2 separate regions of the Oryctolagus cuniculus genome follow, and region 2 is linked to region 1. Evidence: chromatin contacts called from public Micro-C data. All regions are on one chromosome and are shown on one strand. Each heading gives the region's core, a stretch centred on a gene start, on an enhancer-like site or on the middle of the called end of the contact. The rest is flanking DNA. Distances are from core to core; before and after follow the strand shown. Region 1 holds the start of DLG1 (discs large MAGUK scaffold protein 1). Region 2 has its middle 58 kb from the start of DLG1.

Region 1 (5,210 bases), core at 1,904-4,403:
AATGAATGAGGAGGGGAGTTGAGTCTTTCCCTGGGGTCCTTTGACTCCTAAGACTTACATTATTCAAAAAGAAAGTTAATTTGGAGTTTGAAAATTGCATGAACACCTTTATCCACCAGTATCTTATTATAATAGTAACTTTTTTATTCAAGTGTATGTGTGTTTAATGAGAAGGCTGGAAAAGTAATCCTATTTTTTTAAAAAATATTTGTTTATTTGAAAGAGTTACACAGAAAGGGAGAGTCAGAGAGTAAGAGAGAGAGAGAGATAAATCAATCTTCCACCCACTGGTTCACTCCCTGATGGCTGCAACAGCCAATGTTGGGCCGGGCCAAAGCCAGAAGCCACGAGCTTTATCCAGGTCTCCCACATGAGTGGCGGGGGCCCGAGCACTTGGGCCATCTTCCACTGCTTTTCCCAAGCAATTAGCAGGGAGCTGGATCAGAAGTGGAGTAGCAGGTATATGAACCAGCACCTATATGGGAAGGCAGCTTTATCTACTACACCACAATGCCAGCCCTTAAAAGTAATCAGATTCTATGTTGAGTTATATACATTCCACTGCATAAAATGAGGAAGACTTTAAGGACATGACAGTTGTTTGAAATGTTGCAATTTCATTGATGTGATGACATGGTAGCCAGCCTCGAAGATGTTCTCCAGTAATTCTTACCTTCTGGTATTCACATCCTTGAGGCTACCCTAAGTAATCAATAGGATATTATAGAAGTGATGGGATGTGCTATGGTCTGAAGGTTTGTGCCCTGCCCCCTGCCTGCCCCAAATCAATATGATGAAATCTTAACCTTCAAGGTGATAGTGTTGAGACTGGGGGACCTTTGGGAAGTGATTAGATTATGGGCAGAGCCATCAGGAAGAGGAATAGTGCTCTGGTAAACAAGGCCTGAGGGAGCCTGTTCACCCCTTTCTGTGTGAAGATGCCTCAGGACGGCACCATCTACGAGGAACAGAGCTCTTGCCAGACACTGAAATTACTGGTGCTTTGATCTCCCATTTTCTAGCCTCCAGAACTGTGAGCAGTAAATCTCTATTGTTCATAAAATGCTCAGGCTAAGGTGTTGTGTTACGGCAGCCGGAACACAATAAGACAGTGTTGCTTCTGAGAGTAAGTCATGAAAGACATGGTGGCTTCTGCCTTGCCCTCTCGGATCACTGCTCAGGGGGAAGCTCACCACGATGGCTTTATAGAAAGGTTTTGTGTTAAGAAACAGGCCTCCTTCCCGCCATCACCATCGACTTACTAGTCCGGAGTGAGCCATGTTGATGGAGCCTCGACCAGCCCCAGTGAAGCCTTCAGATGACTGATAGCTTCCTTGGTAGACATCTTGGCCTCATAAGACTCTGAGCCAGAACTGCCCATTTAAGCTGCCCCTGAGTTCCTGACCCATAGAAATGTGAGATGATGTTTATCACTGTTGGAGTCCTTACACTACTAATTTTTTTTAAAGATGTATTTATTTATTTATTTGAGAGGTAGAGTTACAGACAGAGGGAGAGACAGAAAGGTCTTCCATCTGCTGGTTCATTCCCCCAAATGGCTGCAAAGGCTGGAGCTGGGCTGATCTGAAGCCAGAAGTGAGGAGCTCCTTCTGGGTCTCCCACGCGGGTACAGGGGACCCAAGCACCAGGACCATCTTCTTGCTTTCCCAGGCCATAGCAGAGAGATGGGTCGGAAGTAGAGCAGCTGGGACTTGAAGTGGCTCCCATATGGGATGCTGGCATTGCAGGCTGGGGCTTTAACCTGTCGTGCCATGGCACTGGCCCTCATTATAGGATCTTTTTGTTTATTTATTTATTTTAAAAGTTTTATTTATTTATTTGAAAGGCAGAGTTACAGAGAGGCAGAGGCAGAGAGAGAGTCTTCTATCCGCTGGTCCACTCCCCAGATGGCTGCAATGGCCAGAGCTGTGCCGATCTGAAGCCAGGAGCCAGGAGCTTCTTCTGGGTCTCCCATACGGGCGCAGAGGCCCAAGCACGTGAGCCATCTTCTCCTCACCCAGGCCATAGCAGAGAGCTGGATCAGAGGTGGAGCAGCTGGGAGTTGAACTGGTGCCCATATGGGATGCCGGCACTGCAGATTTTAGCTTTATCCACTATGCCACAGTGCCGGCCCCATGCTAAGTTTTAAGCTACTCAACTTTGGGGAATCTGTTCTGTGGCAACCAATAACTCAGACAGATAGAAAGGAGAGTAAAGAGTAATGATGCTTCCCACGTGGCCAGAACCTTTCCTGGCCCTAAGTTCGGGCTAGTGTGAGGTCCAGTCCTGCTTTTGGGCACTCCTGACAACTGAACAGGGTAGTCACAGTAGATGACTTGATAAATAACATGCCCTATTTTTCTCCTCATCCTCACACAATTTGTTTTTGACCCCTTTTCTGGCTTCTGGGAAAGTTGTACTGGCTTTTGTTTATCAGCCATGAGATTGTGGATCCTTGAGAACAGATCCTGTGTCTCATTTCTTTCTCTCCCCATTGCCTAGCAAGCGCACACGTGAGAGTATTTTGAAAGATTTGTGAAGAGAGAGCATTTGGTGTAGTGGTTAAGACCCACTTGGAACAGCCCCATCCCATATCAGAGTGCATGGGTTCAAGTCTTGGCTCTGCTCCTGACTCCAGCGTCCTGCTAATGCACACCCGGGTGGGCAGCAGGTGATGGTTCATGTATTTGAGTCCCTGACAACCACATGGGAGACTTAGATTGAGTTCACTGCTCCCTGCTTCAGCCTGGCTTAACCCCAGCTGGTGTTGGCATTTGGGGAGTGAACCAGCAGATGAGAGATCTCTCTCTACTCCTCCCTACCTCTCGTCTTTTAAACAAATAAAATAAATAAAAATTAGTTTTTAAGAAAATCAGAAGATTTGTGAAAAACAGAAGTAAAAGATAAGCTTATTTGGCGTAAACAATTTTGAAATCCATGCAAACAAGGGTCTTCAAAAAGTTCATGGCAAATGGGTATTATGAAAATGTGCAAGTATCATTTTTGGCATTACAATGTTTTAATTCTATTTTCCATTAATATTTTGGAAGCACCTTTATATGTGAATCATGAGTAGTATCAAGGGTTACAGCAAACTTTCCTTCCTCTTCTCTCATATTTCAACACGACGCTGTCAAGTTCTCCAAAAGCCTGGTGGAAAGAGCCCTGGCCTGCAGAGGGAAGCCCCGAGTTGTTGGTCTGCTCTGTCACCGAAGAGCCTGCGTGTCCTCGGGCAACTTGCTTCCCCTTTGTGGAGCTCAGTCTCTTCATCAAGACCGAGAGAGTGGGTCTGGATGATCTCTAGTGTGTTCGGCGTCTCCCCAGTTAGGATTCCAAGGTGCATCAGAAAGTGAAACCCAGGGGTCAGCAGCGCGGAGCCGCAGCTGCGGTTACGGTACGAGGCTCCCGGGACTCCCCGTTATTAGCCAATGGCCACAGTGTGAGGGGAAGGCAGTCGGGTTCACCGGGAAGAGTGTTCCGGTCAAAGGACAGAAATCTCCCGGTTTCCAGCTCTGTCACTAACTCTGGTCAAGTTTTCCTTCGGGACCTCAGCGCAGGGAGGTCCCGCTTCCCCAGAAGAAGCGGAAGACCTGGCAGTGACCTGGGGAGCGCTCAGTACCTCCCCTTCTGCCGCCCGCAGGGCTCCAGCGGGCCGGCGGTTCCGCTCCGAGGTGCGCGAGAAAGTTGAAGGGCGCCGGGCCGGCGGAGGTGAGGTCTTAAAGGGGCCTCCAGAGCCTGAGCCACGCCTGAGGTGCTGGCTGGGCGGGGACGGCAGGCTTGGGGGGATGAATGCAGGAATGAGCCAGTGAACGAGGAACCTTCTCTCGTCACCCTTCAGTGCGCTCAGACTTGGGACCCAGACCTCAACTTAAATATCCTCTATTGAAAGCCTCAAACTCGTGCCACATTTCCCGGTCTCCCTACTGCGCATGCCCTTCTTTAATGAAAAAGTCTCAAACCTTTAAAGTGGGGCGCATAATAACTTCTAGACAATCAGTAGGACGGGGAAGGTGGCCTGGAGAGGGCACCCCCGCCCCTCCCCACCCCTCCTTTCTCCTCTCCCAAGCGCCGGCTACCCCGCCCCCTAACGTGGGTGGCGCCGTGGGCTCCTCCCCGAGTGGGGTTTGCGCAGTTGAGGAGGCACCCCGGCGGCGCCAGGCGCCCTGTCCGGTCGTGGAGTTGGGTGGAGCACGTGTTTGGTCAGGTTAAGGGGTGTTTCGGCATGTGCGTTTGGGACCCAGTGTAGATGGGGTCGCGTCCGTCTTCAGAGACCCCGAGCCTTTCCAGTCCCGCACGCTGCACCTCCAGAACCGCGGGGCACACGGTGGGGTGCAGCGAGGTAAAGGGGCAACCCCGGACCACCTGTAGAGTCCGTGTGTCAACTCCTTTGTCCTCCGAGCCTCTTGGGCGGCCGCCCCTTTAAGCGAGGAGGTTCACTCGGGATGCTCCCCGGGCCCCCCTTCGCGTTCCCCAGCCTCCTCCCGGTCCTCCTCCCCTTCTCAACCCTAAGGTAGCAGTGCTGAGAGCCCGGGGCTGGGCGCGAGCCGCCTCCTCACTTCCCATTGGCTGCGAGCGCCGGGAAAGCGGTCACGTGGCAGCGCGGCAGTCCAGCTCCGAGGCCGCCATCTTGGCGGAAAGTTTGGGGGGAGAGCGACCGGGGGCGCGGAAGGAGGCGAGGTTCCGGGGGTGGGGCGGCCAGCAAGCGAGAGGGCGAGCGGGTTAGCTGGCCGCGGCGTGTGAGGAGGCGGCGGCTGCGGCGGCCGAGGAGGAGGACGAGGCAGCGGGGGTGCGGCCGCCGAGGGGAGCTCCTCCCCCGTCCCCTCACCCCCTCAGCTCAGCTCCTCGAGCCCCGGGCGGGGCGGGGGTACGTGGAGCCGGGCTGGGCGGGGGAGCTGCTGCGACTCGGCCCGGAGCGCACCCCAGCTCCGAGTGCACGCCGCTCGCGGGAACTTTGTGGCAGCGCCGCAGGTGTGGGGGCCCGCGGAGGTGTGCATGTGGGGCGCGAGGGCGTCGCGGAGAGCGGCCGCTGCCCTGTCCGGACCCCGCCGGAGTAGCCCGGAGGAAACAAGCAAGGAGAAAGGCAAGCGAGAGGAGGGGGCTCGGGCAGGGCTGGGTCCCTTTTCCGAGCGCTCGGTGCCGCTGGCGCCCTAGGGGCCCAGGGTCGGAGCGCCCCTATACCCACCGCCCCCGGGGGCAGGTGGGGAGGCGGC
Region 2 (5,210 bases), core at 1,681-4,180, 58 kb before region 1:
AAGTCCCAGATCTAGCTCCTGATTCCAGCTTCCTGCTAATGCAAACCCTGGGAGACAGCAGTGGTATCTCAAGTCACTAGATCCCTGCCATCCATATGGGAGAGCTGGATTGAGTCCCCTGTTTGAGCCCTCTGTCCCCTGTTGCAGGCATTTGAGATTGAACTAGTAGATGGGAGAACTCTTTCTTGTTTTCTCTCTCTGCCTCCCAAATACACAGGAAATAATTTTTTGAAAACCCAGATGTTTGAGGATGGTGCCTGGGTACCTTGCGATTCATCCCTAGCTGAGTCGGTTGGGCTGCCACGGTTAAGAACTGCTGATCTGGGGCTCACACGGGGCCACACGCAGCGGCAGGAGGATCCGCTGATGAGGTCGGAGGCGATTCAGCCAGGGCTCAGTGTCCCTGTGCTGACTTGGCCCCTTTAGGATCTTCTCCGGGCCCCACAAGGCCTGGAGGTCTGGCTGGCCGTGGGTGCAGACTTACCCAGGCGGCCTGCTCTTGGCTACAGTGCCGGGCAGGCAGCCAGCGGGGGCGGGGAGGAGCGCTCCGAAGCTTGACTTGCAGCCAAGTTCCTTCTCGGGCCCCAGGAGCACACAGAGACTGGCGTGCACTGCTGCATTTCTTATGTGGCCACAGACACTCGGCAAAGGGAGTCTGTGAGGTGGTCCCGGCAGACCCCTGGAGAGGATGAAGTGCTCCCCTCAACTTGTCAAACGCATCTCCCCTCAGACTGGAATCTGGTTGGAGAGACCCGGACACTGCTCCGTGACTGTCCAGCCCCCAGCCTCCGGCTCCCTTTGTCTCACAGTCATTGGAAATAAAAGGGCTGGCTTTGTCCTGCTCCCTCTGCCACCCGCACGGGAACCTCTGTGGTCAGATCCTCCTGGCCTTTACCACCAGGCTTCCTCCTTAGCACCTGGCTTTTTTTGAGAAAAAAATATGGATTTTCCATTAAACGTTCTTATTAAAAAGATTTATTTATTTGAAAGGCACAATTAGAGAGATAGAGGAAGACACAGAGAGAAAGAAAGAGAGGTCTTCCACCTTCTGGTTCACTCCCCAAATGGCTGCAACAGCCCATGCTGGGCCAGGCTGAAGCCGGGAGCCAGGAACTCCAGCCAGGTCTCCCACTTGCATGGAGCGCAGGGGCCCAAGCACTTGGGCCATCTTCTGCTGTTTTCCCAGGCAGATCAACGGGAAGCTGGATTGGAAGCAGAGCCGCTGGGACTCCAACAGGCGCCCATATGGGATGCTGGCGTCACAGGCAGCGGCTTAACCCACTACCCCACAGCACCGGCCCCAGCACCCAGCTTTTGAGCCCAGGGTCACTTTGGAGACTCTGGAAAATTCAATTTGATGGTGAAGCCTCAGCCACATCCCGTATGCGCTCCCCTCCCCGAAGCGCTGACCCCTGCTCGGGTGAACGGGAAACCCCGGAGTTGCAAGATTTATAGCAGATCGAAATACTGCTGGAACGCTTTCAACAGCATTATCTCCGCTCTACGTTTCGTGCCAAGAGTCAGCATTTTAGACACAAGCCTTGGAATGTGCAAGCGGCTTTCTGGTTCTCCCCTGATGGTTCTGTCAGCGTTGGGAGAGGCAGGCGGGGTGGGGGGGCACTTTATTTCCACCTCCTGCGTGTATAATGAGACAGAGGAGAGAAGCCCCTCTGAAGGGGGCTCACAGAGGCCAGGAGGCGGCGAGGCAGGAGTGGCTCTCGGGTTTCTGTTATGCGCTCAGCGTGTTGGTTCTTAAACCTCTGGGCGGCTCTGCTGTGCTTTATGGAGAACACTGAAGACTTAAAGTCTTTGACCCAGCTATGAAAAGTGAAAATCGTATAACCTGACCCTTCCTAAACCCGGTGTCCTATCAGGATAGACCTCGTGGGTGTGGCCTCACCTGACTCCTCCCCCGTCCCACCACAGCCTGTTCTCTGTCCCTCTGCACACATTCCTGCTGCTGGCTGCTGCAAGTTCACTTTTCCCTCTCTCACTTCCCCCCTTACCCCGCCTGACTCCCCTATCCTGTCCATGGCCAGGCAGGGCTTCGTGCCAGCCCACAGGGCCTGCTTCTGTGGCCGTGCACTTACCACTGAGCCCTCCCGGCTTCCAGGAGCCGGGCCTGCCCTCCACCGGAGAGGGAGTGCCTGCAGCGAGTTGGCAGCCCAGCTGGGCCTCTGCCGGCCGGCCCGGACAGTCCCCATCCACTTCACCTACACCCCTCTCCCTCCCTCACGCCCCCAGTCATTAGATCAGCATCTGCCCCACACTGGCCGGCCATCAGAATCCCGCTGTGTCTCCCTCCCTACCCTCATCCCAGATGCAGAGCGGTTCCACTGAACGCCCTTTGGCCTTGATGTTCGGCCACATCTGTGAGGCAGAGAAGCCTGGCGGCTGTGGTAGTGACAGTGGCATTCCGGAAGACGGAGGCCGTGGGGCGTGGGCACCTGGTCTCCAGGCTGTGACCCTCCGGGTTCTAGGAGGGAGAGCCGAGTAGCTGCCAAGCCTCCCCCGCAGGCCCCTGTGCCCACACACTCTGTGAATCACAGCTACTGTACACTGTGCTGAGTCACCACCAGGGATCTGCAGACATCTAGGCCTATTTTTAAAAGCTTTGCCCGCGTACCCAGGCTCTTACAAATGCCTGATAATTACTGCCAAAAATAGGAGTTGGTTTAGGGGCTCCAGCGCTACATAGGCAGCTCCTTTGATGGGGCGGGGAGAAGGGGTCAGCCCCGTCCATGCCGTCCAGACCTTGCCACAGAGAGAGCCTGGATTTCGGCAGCTAGGGCACCCCAGGCCGCCATGGCGTGGGTGTCGTGGACCACGCGTTGGCTTTTTGAGGGGAGAAAGCGAAACTGCTGGAGAAGCCCTCTGTGCCAGCTCTGAAGAACAGAGATTGTGTCTTTGTGCCAGCTACGCTCTGAGTCACTTAATGCCATCCCCATTCACAGGAAGAGACAAGTCTGGTGCATGGGCCTAACTGGCTTCTATTTCCAACTTCTTGGCAATCCAAGAACTTAAGGCTTCTATAATTAACAAGCCCCTCGGAACGCTCCCTCTTCTGGTGGAGTCTGACCTCTTCCTAACCTTTTATTCAGTGGGTGCACGTTTAGCAAGCAGCAGCTCACAGCCTCAGAGCCACCATGGGCCCCGGAGGTTACAGACTTGTCCAGGGCACGGGGCTGAATACCAAGCACCTGGGCCTGGGTGACTCCTGCAGAGGTGAGGACGTGAGACAAAGCCTCTGCTTAGCAGAGGAGGCAGGCATGGCCTCAGAGAGCAGAGACCCAACAGACATCAGGCATAATTTGATCCACACAGGTTGAAGTGGAGCATGATGGGAGAGCACGGACACAAGACCACTTCTGCACAAGGAAGAGAATTAGAATCGACCTTCCCACGCTGGGGTGGGTGAGGAGACCCAGGGATAGGAGAAAGGGCTGGGCAGACAGAAGAAACAGGTTGAGAGAAGACATGGAGGTAGGATGGCCATGGGTCAGCTTGGCTGATGTATCAAATGTCGAAACGGAGGGAGGGGAGGCAGAAAGGGGAGTGGGCTGGGGGACCAGAAGCTGGAGGGTCTGGGCTGCTAAGGTAAGGAGGTGGAACCTCCCCATCATCGTCATCATCGGAAGACACCACGGGGCAACGTGCCAGGCATTTTGCCGAGCGAGATCACTCACCTGGTGCACTGTGCACCGTCCAGTTGCTGGGAGCTTGGAATCACAGCCACGAACGAAATCAGGACAGATATTGAAGGCAGACATTAAACATCTGCAGAAATAAAAACAATTTAACACGGAAGTATTTAAGTGCAAGCAAGGGAGTAAGTGCATTTAATGGACTGGTGAGGGAAAAAGGCAGCAGGGAGTTTGTTGCTGGAACATCTCCCGCTGTCCTCAGCCTCCCCTGTACTCTGCAGCCCTGGGGAAAGCAGGAGAAGCTGAGACATCAGTCTTCATATTAGACACCGGCTCGGTGTGGCTTTGTCTTCCAGTTGGCTGATTTCTGAGATGAAGCAGTTCTCGGAGCCTCCCATTCAAGTTCATGAATTGATCCAGTTCTCCTCTAGGTCCAGTCGTGAGCTCGTAGCTCACAGAGGGTACATTTTGCAGGGGGCAGGAGTTTCAAGGAAAGGGGCACGGAGCACAGTTGTGCAGGTTATCCACTGCACAAGAGGGAGAGAATGGGAGCTAAAATCCAGAACTCCTCCACTTATCAAGTCAAAATGAGCTGTGGCCACACTGTGGGGTGGGAGTGGGGGATTTTCTAATCCTCCAGACAAAGGTACGTTATGTGTTTGTGGCTCTGACAAGGACGTGGCCAAAAGCTTCCTAGATAATGCCTTCCAGCCTTCCCTTCCCCCATCCTGACGCTCTGGGCCAGAGCCAGCATGCAGGTGCCTGCCAGCCACCCAGCCCTCCACGCTGGACCCCTGGCTCACAGATGCTCCTCTGGGCCCGAGATCTGAGAAAGGGCTGGAGAAAATTGGTGCCAAAATACACAGGAGGAATTCACACACTGGGTTGAGCCCAGTTCCTAAGCCATGGAACACGCTCTGACCCTCCCAGCTAGCTGTGTCCCACACAGCACTCTAAACTTTAAAAAAAATTTTTTAATTAATTTACTTGAAAGGCAGAGTTGCAGAGAAAGAGAGAGAGATCTTTCATCTGCTCGTTCACTCACCAGATGTCCACAATAGCTCAGACTAGGCCAGGCTGAAACCAGGAGCCAGGACCTTCATCCAGGTCTCCCACATGGGTGCAGTGGCCCAAGCACTTGGGCCGTCGTCCACTGCTTTCCCAGGTGCATTAGCTGGGTCAGAAGTGGAGCAGCCAGGACTTGCTCGTATGTGGGATGCTGGTGTTGCAGGCAGCAGCTGAACTGGCTTCACCACAGTGCTAACCCCAGCCTCAACACTTTAATGCAGCATAGGAGCTGGCAGAGCCTTGGGCTGATGAGGACCCACTTCCACAATGGCTCACATGCCTGGCTGTTGGCTCGAGGCCTCAGTGCCTACGCACACACCTCCCCACGGGGCTGCTCACCCCACACAGCTGTCTTTCCTATGAACAAGTGATCCAAAGAAGACAGGGACCCAACAGCAAGCCTTCATGGTGCTTTGTGACCTAGGCTTCCAGGTGACTTCCATCCCATTGCTGGCTTTTATGCGTCATACCAGCCGATCCTGATTCGATTACAGAAGG

The links. A called contact is a pair of places that touch in the nucleus more often than the background predicts.
Region 2: a Micro-C map of ear pinna shows a contact between it and region 1, with 3 times the contacts expected there. The contact joins the enhancer-like site here to the promoter of DLG1 in region 1. A contact is called at or near these places in 3 of 6 Hi-C or Micro-C datasets (ear pinna, embryonic fibroblasts and skin fibroblasts).

The regions. Positions count from the first base shown.
Region 1 is chr4:83,760,309-83,765,518 of mOryCun1.1, reverse strand. It overlaps DLG1 (discs large MAGUK scaffold protein 1), which reads left to right and starts at 3,153. Exons shown (of 26, transcript XM_070072340.1): 1 at 3,153-3,708.
Region 2 is chr4:83,817,776-83,822,985 of mOryCun1.1, reverse strand. No RefSeq gene overlaps it. Among named protein-coding and RNA genes, the nearest start is that of DLG1, 58 kb to the right of the region's middle. Within about 2 kb of position 2,930, at least 4 of the 8 cell types and tissues checked have an H3K27ac peak or open chromatin away from gene starts, as enhancers often do. A contact at or near this core is called in ear pinna, where this site is marked.